2 separate regions of the Xenopus laevis genome follow, and region 2 is linked to region 1. The links are chromatin contacts, called in public Hi-C maps. All regions are on one chromosome and are shown on one strand. Each heading gives the region's core, a stretch centred on a gene start, on an enhancer-like site or on the middle of the called end of the contact. The rest is flanking DNA. Distances are from core to core; before and after follow the strand shown.

Evidence for each region. Hi-C and Micro-C count contacts between places; a contact is called where the count stands out from the background.
Region 2: a contact with region 1 is called in a Hi-C map of the XTC cell line, with 2.2 times the contacts expected there. The contact joins the promoter of plcb3.L here to the enhancer-like site in region 1. A contact is called at or near these places in 2 of 4 Hi-C or Micro-C datasets (the XL177 cell line and the XTC cell line).

Annotation. Positions count from the first base shown.
Region 1 is chr4L:26,326,910-26,332,423 of Xenopus_laevis_v10.1, forward strand. The region is part of intron 2 of plcb3.L (phospholipase C beta 3 L homeolog); the gene reads right to left. Among protein-coding and RNA genes, the nearest start is that of plcb3.L, 54 kb to the right of the region's middle. Within about 2 kb of position 2,337, at least 1 of the 7 cell types and tissues checked has an H3K27ac peak or open chromatin away from gene starts, as enhancers often do.
Region 2 is chr4L:26,380,988-26,386,501 of Xenopus_laevis_v10.1, forward strand. It overlaps plcb3.L (phospholipase C beta 3 L homeolog), which reads right to left and starts at 2,245. Exons shown (of 33, transcript NM_001087700.2): 1 at 2,065-2,245. The coding sequence starts at 2,163.

The DNA.
Region 1 (5,514 bases), core at 1,087-3,586:
AAGACCAACAGCGGGTTCCTTCATATCTAAATATACGCAAATTTATGGAAACATTGGTCATTTCTTTTTTGTTTCATTTATGTCCACTGGGTATATATCAATATCTATATAAATACTTCTGTTTATAGTATGCGATATATACCGCATGTTTTTGTGACTGCATCTTAACAAGCTGTATTTTAAATTCGGCTTGTTTTATGGTAAAACTTCAATAAAATATTTGAAATACAAGAAATATGGAGCAGACTCTTTCTGGCACTTGTGGACCACCAGTACGAACTCCTCTTCGTCAGGATACTTAGACTTTGCTTTTACATAGAAAATGATAATTTGGGTGCAGCATAAAGATGGACGTGCCCCTCTGCAATCCTGTTCTTTCCCCTGCTGAGCCATTTCACATGATTGCACTTGCATCTGCCTTCAGCAATTATGATCAGCCACACGGAGAATGAGGCAACCTTTCACTACACAAGGAAACAGCAGGAAGTTCAGTGACTGTTTTATCTGTTCAATAAATCACATGAAAAAACCTATTTCATCACAAATGATGCATGGGGAATGCCAGATTTTTTTATCTGTGGTATTCACCTTGGACTGTAACATTTTGCTTCAGTGGTAATAAGATTATTGTTGTATTTTTTTCTGCTGCATATCAAATCCCCCACAAAAGATTTGCCAGAATACAAGTTAAGCTGTCCACAGTGATATAACTTTAAAGCTGGCCATACACAGACATATTTAGCAATGTGGTCTGTTTAGACTGAGTCGCAGCTTATCTTATGGGCCCTACCCAACTGCCTTTACCCATCAGATATCTGGCCGAACATTGGCCAAATATCTATCGGGCAGAATTGAAAACCCTCTTTTGGCAAGGACTGCAGCGACACATTGATGAGGTTTGGCGACCTCACCAAAAGAGCGGACCTTAAAGAGACAATTTACTCCCTTTTTTTTCAACATGAGATCAGTAAATACATGTGCTGAACATGCTTTTTGCCTATTGTTTTAATTAAAAAATGTCTATGGTTTCTGTTATTTCTGGCACTAAACAAGAATTTGAAGCCAGTTTTGCTTTAGTGTTCCCTGTTACTTCCTGATCCCGAAGAACTTCTGAGGAGCTCATAAATCGAATGACCAGTCCGCTGAAAAGCCCCGGATAATAAGCTGCTCAAAGGCTGCTAATTTTGATAATTAAAATAAACAGGGCTCTACTTTTGCAGGTAAGAGGATAGTACAGTAGTTGTACTATTTGTGGCCCTTCTGTTTATGGTGCTAAGCCTTTCCCTGGGTTCCTGAGACTTCACTGTAAATGCCCCATATACACGGGCTGATAAAAGCTCCCGACAGACCGAGACGGCAGCTTATTGGCCCGCGTGTGGGGCCACCCGACTGGCTTCCCCGAAAGTCGGCCAGATCTCAATTGGGCAGGTTAAAAAATCCAATCGGATCTGTGAGAGTATGCAGTCCCGGGATCCGACCGCCCGTATCAGATGCATTATGATCCAATCAGCCTGATATCGCCCACCTCAATGTGGGCATATCTGGGAGAGATCTGCTCATTTCCCGATCCTACTTTAAAAAAATTATGTTCCAGATAATCAATTTATTTTGAGTGCATATTTAAACAAAGTGCAAAGTTTAGACCATGTGTAGGTGTGTGATGGTGCAGGAGTACTCTCATGCCTTTCATACTTGCTCCTACATGTTGGCAAACAAAATACTTGAGTTTGGAGAAATAACAGCAAAGAAAAATATTTATTTATTTTACTCGTGCTGGATCTTCATACTTATTTTCATTAGTGAAATGGTTCAGCTAGGTTGATGTTTGTGTTTACAAAGAGTGAATGTGTTCAGTTAATTGCACAACTGTACAGACACATAGACACACAGCCTTTCTGTTTAGGGTGGAGGAGCAGATCCAGCATAGCAAGGGGAGAACAGAGTGAACATAAAAAATGTAAACACTTGTTTCCCCCCCACCCCCTCCTTCCCAACTTCCGCTGAGCCCTTAATCTGAAGACAGAGATAGAGGGAGGGAGAGGGAGAAGGAAGAGAAGGGATGTGTGGGAGAAAAAGGAAGTAGAAACTAAATAGGAAAGAAATAAAGAAAGAAGATAAACGAAAAAGACAGGCCTGAACAAGCAGGGGTAAAGGAGTATATGAAGAAGGCTGAGGAGAGCAAAGAAAAGGATTTTGAAAAACTAGAGAAGAGAGTGGATGCATATGTGAGAGAAGAAGTGAAGTTGTGGGAAAGGTTAACAGATGGGGAGACCTGATAGTAAAGAGAGAGCAGCTACAATATGGGAAAGTAAAGGTAAAGAAAAAAGGAGGAGGAGTTTAGAGGGCCGTGGGAAAAGTAGGGGGTGAGTGGCCATCCGGTATCCAGATGTGGAGGAGGGGTGGTCAAGACTCAGGCAGAGAAATCCAGATGCGTGAGAAAAAATAATAACAGAGTGAGAAACATAGAAGAGAGAAATCATGGTTGGATTCAGGGGGCATGCAGAGTGAAGAACTGTTTATCCGAACCTAAAAATACACTATTTCTTGGCAACAAATACCCAATTTGTTAGTAGAATGTTACCATATTATGTATTATACTAAACTGACCTTATCGGCTGAACACCAACCTTTGAGAAAGGCTGGTGTTCAGCGAAACGTCAGTATGCCTGCCTACAATAAATTATAGTGAATTGATTTCTAAGTCCTGTGAGTGCGGCTTTCTACATTTTTGGTTTGCTATGTTCAGTGACTTGTCGTGAGTGCCGACACATTTTTGGGATAATATATATATATATTTATAGTCATATGAAAAAGTTTGGGAACTCTTTGGAGTTTTGTTTATCATTGGCTGAGCTTTTAAATTAGCAACTTCCTTTTAATATATAACATGCCTTATGGAAACAGTAATGCTTCAGCAGTGACATAAAGTTTATTGGATTAACCGAAAATATGAAATATGCATCATAACAAAACTAGACAGGTGCATAAATTTGGGCACCCCAACAGAGATATTACATCAATACTTGTCTGATTTCTGGATGGCGGTATTTTTGACCATTTGTCCATACAAAATCTCTCCAGTTCAGTTAAATTTGATGGCTGCCGAGCATGGACAGCCTGCTTCAAATCATCCCATAGATTTTCGATGATATTCAAGTCGGGGACTGTGACGGCCATTCCAGAATACTGTACTTCTCCCTCTGCATAAATGCCTTTGTAGATTTCGAAGTGTGTTTAGGGTCTTGTTGGAATATCCAACTCCTGCGTAACTTCAACTTTGTGACTGATGCTTGAACATTATCCTGAAGAATTATTGTTATTAGGTTGAATTCATCTGACCCTCGACTTTAACAATGGCCAGTCCCTGAACTAGCCACACAGTCCCACAGCATGATGTTACCTCCACTAAATTTGACAGTAGGTAGCAAGTGTTTTTCTTGGAATGCGGTGGACTTCTTCCACCATGCATAGCGCTTTTTGTTATGACCAACTAACTCCATTTTTGTCTCATCAGTCCAAAGCACTTTGTTCCAAAATGACTGTGGCTTGTTTAAATGAGCTTTTGCATACAACAGGCGACTCTGTTTGATGCGTGAGTGCAGAAAGGGCTTCTTTCTCATCACCCTGCCATACAGATGTTCTTTGTGCAAATTGTGCTGAATTGTAGAACGATGAACAGATACACCATCTGCAGCAAGATGTTCTTGCAGGTCTTTGGAGATGATCTTTGGGTTGTCTGTAACATTTCTTACAATCCTCCGCATATGCTGCTCCTGTATTTTTCTTGGCCTGCCAGACCTGGGTTTTACAGCAACTGTGCCTGTGGCCTTCCATTTAAATTAGCAAAATTTCAAGGGTACCCAAATGTTTGCACAGCCATTTTTTCATATTTGATTTAATCTCATACAACTGAATACTGCTTCACTAAAAATCTTTGTTCAAAAAAACCCCCAGAACTCAGATGTTCCTGGGAAATCAAAGACATATCACTGTTATCTTTTTTGCTGAAAGTGGAGTAAATTATTATGCAGGCTGAGAGGGGTTCCCAAACGTTTTCATACGACTGTGTATATACGCTGATGGGGAACCTAAAGGTGGCCACACAAGTAAAGATCTGCCTGTATTTATGGTGAAGTATAATACATGTATTTATTTATGAACGCTGTGGTCCTTGGATGTCAGGATATACAGGCAGCACCCTCAGTATCTATTTTTCCAATGGAGGCAATATTTGCATAGTGCATCATTCTGATTTCTGAATCAGTAGAGAGCTCCTTAAATCAGTTTAATTTCCTGCTTATACATGTCAGACTTAAAGCAGGAGCCAACTGGCTGACCACTGTGGAAGTGTGTAAATAATACCAGCAAAATTCTAGCCAGAGATTATGCTATAATTATTGAGACTGATATTTAGCCAGGGACTTCCACCAACTTTTTTTTATCAGTCAACATTCATGGAAGCCTGTGCTTGCAGGTCCTTGGATGCCAATGAGGCTATGTGTGGAGAAAAAGTTTGTCCGTGAGTATGATGATGATACAGTGCTGACTAAAATTGAACTTTGAACCAGCCACTCTAATGGAGGCTTAATTCGCTTATATATTATTTGTTCAAACTGCACGGAAATCAATTGTTTCACTGTCCAGTTGGAATTGTGCCTTTGGATTTAATTGGTTGCAACTACAACTCCCACATACTGAGACACAATGTGCCCAATTACTAGCGAATGCGCTTTATCTGGACATCATGTGATTGTGGGTGACTGGACATATTATGAAAAATTAACTAATTTATACATTTATAAGTTAAGATAAGCTTACTTGTTTTCTACATATATCAAAAAAAAAAAAAAAAGCTTGGGTGCTGGTATGACAATTTTTTGTGCTCCCACTATAAATTCTATTGATGGTAAAAGTATTATGTGTTTTTATTGTGTTAAATGCGATTCGTTTATGCTTATGAAAAAAATGCTTAAAGGTACCCTGGAGAGTGCTGCATTTATGGCTTCTGTGTTTGGTCATTGCGTTGGTGACCAAAAGTTAAATTTCTACTAATTGATTTCCAGCCATAGCACCACCCAGATTTGGGTTATTCAGGCTTTAGATTAATTGCCAGTGCATTTAGCCATCCTTATGTATTTAGTCCTATTATTACAACCGCTACATATTGCATTTAGCCACCCTTATTTATTTAGTCCTATTATTACAGCTGCTACATATTACTTAATATCCATGTACAACTATATCAGCACTTGTGCTAATGAAATCAACAATATATATATATATATATATATATATATATATATATATATATATATATATATATATATATATATATATATATATATATATATATATATTACAATAATTTCCTGTCCACAGCCATGAACATCATAAGGTTCATTGATCGTACAGCTGGTAATGTGCATCTCTGCAGTCAAAGGTAAACTACTTAAACACTTATAGACACAATGTTTAGCCACCCTTATGTATTTAGTCCTATTATTACAACCACTA
Region 2 (5,514 bases), core at 995-3,494, 54 kb after region 1:
TAAATACCCAGATACCTCTGCACAAATACTACCCTGTAGATACCTAGAAACTTCTCCACAAATATTAACCTGTAGATACCCAGAACCATCTGCACAAATACTGCCCTGTAGATACCTAGAACACTATGGACAAGTACTAAAATGTGGATGCCCTCTCCACTCTGTATAAATACTGCCTTATCAATACCCAGAACCCCCAGGACAATTACTCAGACCTCTCTGCAAAATTACCTTGCTGCCTTGACAATATCCAGAACACTGTTGACAAGCAGTGCCCTAAAGATATAGTATTGCCCTGACCCAGAACATTTTGGGAAAGTACTACCCTATAGAGACCCAGGTCCCTCTAGAAACGAACTACCATGCAGATACCCATAACACTCTGAACAAACACTGTCCTGTGGATTCCCAGACCCTTTGAAAAAGTATTACCCAGAAAAAACATCAGAACTACCCTGATACAGAGCAGCCTCTAAACAAGTATTGCCCTGTAGATACCCAGATCAATCTGAGCAAGTTATTACCTAGAAATGACTTCCCTGGTACCAAGGAGCCTCTAAACAAGTACTGCCCTGCAGATACCCAGACCAATCTGAGCAATTATTACCTAGAAAATATCCCAGTACTACCCTGATATTCAGCAGTCTTAAAATAAATCCTTCATTAATAGCCAACAGCCTCAAATGGACGGTTCACATTTACGTTAAAGGACCAGTAACATCAAAAAATGTAATTGTTTTAAAGTGATAAAAATATAATGCAGTGTAGCCCTGCACTGGTAAAACTGCTGTGTTTGCTTCAGAAACACTACTATTGTTTATATAAACAAGCTGATGTGTAGCAACGGGGGCAGCCATTCAAAGGAGAAAAGGCTCAGGTTACACAGCAGATAGCAGATAAGCTCTGTAGAACATAATGGTGTTATCTGTTATCCACTATTTAACCTGTGCCATATAGCCTTTTTTCAATTTCCACCATTGCTACACAGCAGCTTGTTTATATGAACTACAGTAGTGTTTCTGAAGCAAACACATCGGTTTTACCAGTGCAGGGCAACACTACATGATATTTTCATTACTTTAAAAAACTTTCCTTTTTTGGTGTTACTGTTCCTTTAACTTTTAGTATGTTATAGAATGACCAGTTCTAAGCAACTTTTAAATTGGTCTTCATTGTTTATTTTGTATAGCTTTTTTTTCAATTTGCCTTTTTCTTCTCACTCTTTCCGGCTTTCAAATGGGGGTCGTTGACCCTATTTAAAAAAAAAAAAAAAAAGGCCCTGTAAGGCTACACATTTATTGTTATTGCTACTTTTTATTACTCATCGTTCTATTCAGGACCTCTTTTATTCAAATCAGTGTGTGGTTGCTAGGGTAATTTGCACCCTAGCAACTGGATTGCTGAAATTGCAAACTGGAATGCTGCTGAATAAAAAAAGCTAAATAACTCAAAACACCACACATGCTAAATAATGAAAGTCAATTGCAAATTGTTTCAAAATGTCACTTTCTGCATCATACTAAAAGTTAATTTAAAGGTGAACAACCCCCTTTTAAGATTTGCCTGGCAGATACCTACAACACTCTGAAACAAAACTGCCCTCTAGATACCCACACCCCTTCTAAACAGATACCAGGCAGCCTCTGAATTATAAAACTTGCAGATAACCAACTACCAAGTTCTACCCAGCAGCCTCTGTACAAGCACAGCCCAATAGAAAGCCCCTAAAGATGCATTTCCCAACAGAAAGCCCCACAATTCCCCAGCACATACCCTGAAGCCCAAGAAGAAGTATCTGCAGCTTCTGAACAAGTATCAGCCAGCAGATACCCAGAAGCCCCTAGGTTAAGCAATTGCCTCTATTCCACCAAGCAGTCTGTGCTCATGTATTACCCAGCAGTCTGTGCTCAGACTGCAGGCACTCTCTTATAAATACCCCACAGAGCTATAAGCATTCCGGCGCCCATCTCTTGTCAGTGAGAGTCAATGAAACCCCCCATCCCCACCCCAGCAATAAGTAGCATTCCCCTCTCCACTTTGTAACTTTTACCCCCCTCGTCTCACCTCATCCCACTTGATGAACTTGCTCCCTTTGATAAGAGTCTCCGGCACTTTCACGGGCTCCAGTTGAAGAGAGTGAACCCCAGGCCGTGCCCCCGCCATGTTTGGGGAACAGGGCAGGGGGCAACTAGGGGGGCAAAATAACGAGGAAGAGGAGGAGGCAGCGAAAGAGAGAGAGGGAGAAGCAGGGACTGACTGAGGGGGTGGAGAGAAACTAGGAGAGTGAGAAGGGGAGGGCAGTGAGGGAGGAGAGACTGAATGGGCGGCTAAAGGAGGGGAAGGGAGGGATAGTAAAGTGGGATGAAGAGAAGAGAGGAGCGCCCGGAGCTGTTAAACCCAGCCACCCCCCTCCCTCCCAAAATAAACTTGTCCGCTCCAGACGGAGTCCCGTAACACAGCAATCCTCCGCGCTGAGATTTAGCGCCTCTCGGCAGTGCCACCTCCCCTCATCACACCTGTGTAAGGCCCAGTGACTCGGGCGGCATCCAGCCCTGTCACATTCCTCACATACCAGCTCCTTACCTACGCACTCCCGGGCCACGCCCCCTCCCAGCCCGTCAGCACCTACCAACCCCTATGAGCAGTGCAAGGTAACATGTGTGCCCCCTCTGTCATGCGTATTAATGGGCGCCTCCATGCCAGGCACCTACCAACCTCTACACACCAGGGTGCAAAGTAACGTATACCCAGCAGTGTCCTAATTCTCAATGGATCCTCCACAGACCTCTGCCTGTAGCCATTATAGGCAGTGGAATTTACAATTAAGCCAGCCCTGTTCATGTCCTACTCTTCTTAGTTTAATGTTTCTGAGGATAAATGCCCTTTTAGTTTACTAAATAAGTTTTTTTTTACTGGTTAAGCTCTAACACTTGGCATCCAAGAAGGGTGTGGTGGGAGTTGTAGGGAAGAAATAGTTGAGGGGCCCTTCAGCTACAACTCCCAGCACCCAAACCCTGTTCCAGGTATTATTTTCAAAACCAGCCAAAGTCAGCTACAAAAATGTAGCCCAAAATAACCAGTGTCGGACTGGGATGCCAGGGGCCCACCAGAAAACCTTAGACCATGGGCCCACTTTCCAAACAATTATTCCTCCTCAGGTCTGAACTGGGAGTCAAAATAGGCCCTGACCAGTAATGATGTGTGGGCCGAACCCATGCCCCTGACATTCCAAGTACAAATAGACCCAAACAGGTCCTAGCAGACCACTAAATAGTGTCTTTCTCTGGCACATTATAGCAGCCCCTCTGGCATTTGCCAGAAACCACAGATTGCCAGTCCGGGCCTGTTCCTCCTCTCCTTACTCAAACTCTTTATTCTCCTAGTCTTTTACCTCTACATACTATACTCTATTCTTCCATTATTAATCCTCTTTTTTTTCCCATAAATAAATAGGGAATGACCATGAAATAGACCAAATGGTTAGAGGCAAGAGGCCCACTGACACCTGGGCCCACGGGAGTTTTCCTGGTATCCCGGTGGGCCAGTCCGACACTGAAAATAACACATGTGCAATGAAAAAAAAGTCTAAAAAATAAATAAATATATGTGAAAATACGCCGTTTTCAACTTTCTCCGATTGGCACAATTTTCCATGGAGCAAAATGGAAAAGATTTGCCCCCTTTACCAGGGGCAGAACTACAGAGGGGGGCCCATTAGGTATAGGGGCTCCATGAGGCCCAAATACATATACAATTACAATAAATATTGGTAAAAAAATTAAACATCTAGACATTTTGGTGGCCACCCCAAAACTTTCTCCGATTGGCACAATTTTCCATGGAGCAAAATGGAAAAGATTTGCCCCCTTTACCAGGGGCATAACTACAGAGGGGGGGCCCATTAGGTATAGGGGCCCCATGAGGCCCAAATACATATACAATTACAATAAATATTGGTAAAAAAATTAAACATCTAGACATTTTGGTGGCCACCCCAAAACTTTCTCCGATTGGCACAATTTTCCATGGAGCAAAATGGAAAAGATTTGCCCCCTTTACCAGGGGCATAACTACAGAGGGGGGGCCCTTTAGGTATAGGGGCCCCATGAGGCCCAAATACATATACAATTACAATAAATATTGGTAAAAAAATTAAACATCTAGACATTTTGGTGGCCACCCCAAAATTGTCTGAAATTGAAGAAAGTTACCATTAAATGTGAGCCCAAAATCTGGTAACTCCCAACTTTTACACAAGTCTGTCCCGTTGCATGCTGGATATTGTAGTCTTTTTAAACTTGACAGTCGGCAAATTGTTAAACAAAAACTACATTACCCAACAAGCATTGGGAGGTACAGGCTTGGCACATTAGGGCAAGAAAAAACTTTGGCTGGTTTCCAAAGTCAAACCAGCCAAAGGCCCAAAAAGTAGCCCAAATCCTCACCTTGGCTAATTTGTACTTTCAAAACCCACCTGGACTTTAAATTAGTAGCCCAATTTGGCTAGAAATCATCCAACCTGGCAACCCTGATAGGCGGGTTAAGCATTAATACTTTTGGCTGCAATTCATTAATTCTGCTACCAGGACGGGGATCACTTCATATTCAGGAGTTACTTGCAACCAGCTACAATCTCGTATTGCATCAGGGCAACCTATAGTACTTCCCATTCGGCTGCAGTGATTGCATTTAAAGGAACAGTAACACAAAAAATGAAAGCGTTTTAGTAATGAAAATATCATGTAGTGCTACCCTGCATTGGTAAAACTGATGTGGTTGCTTCAGAAACACTACTATAAATCATATAAACAAGATGCTGTGCAGCAAAATTGAAAAAGGAATATATGGCACTGGTTAGATAGTGGATAACATATAACACCATTATGTTCTATAGAGCTTATCTGCTGTGTAACCTGAGCCTTTGCTCTTTTAAGTGGCTGCCTCCATTGCTACACAGCAGCTTATTTATGTAAACAATAGTAATGTTTTTGAAGCAAACACACCAGTTTTACCAATGCAGGGCAACACTGCATTATATTTTTATTACTTTAAAACAATTTCATATTTGATGTTATTTTTCCTACTGAAACACTACGAGTTCAACAATTCATCAATTCTAGCTGGATTTTCTAGAATTTCACCAAGTTATTCTTCTGATCTGCTGGCTTTATGCCATGCTCATCCTCAAATTACTGTAGTTTATAGTATGTTATAGAATGGCTAATTCTAAGCAACTTAGTTAGTTGGCCTTCATTTTTTCTTTTCTATAGTTTTTTAATTATTTGCCCTCTTCTGACTCTTTCCAGCTTTCAAATGGGGGCCACTGACCCCCAACTAAAAAAAAAATGTTCTGTAAGGCCACAAGTGTATTGTCATTGCTACTTTTTAATGCTCATCTTTCTATTCAGGTCCTCTCCTATTCATATTCTAGTCTCTTATTCAAATCAATACATGGTTGCTAGGGTATTTTGGACCCTAGCAACCAGATTTCTGAAAATCCAAACAAGAAAGCAG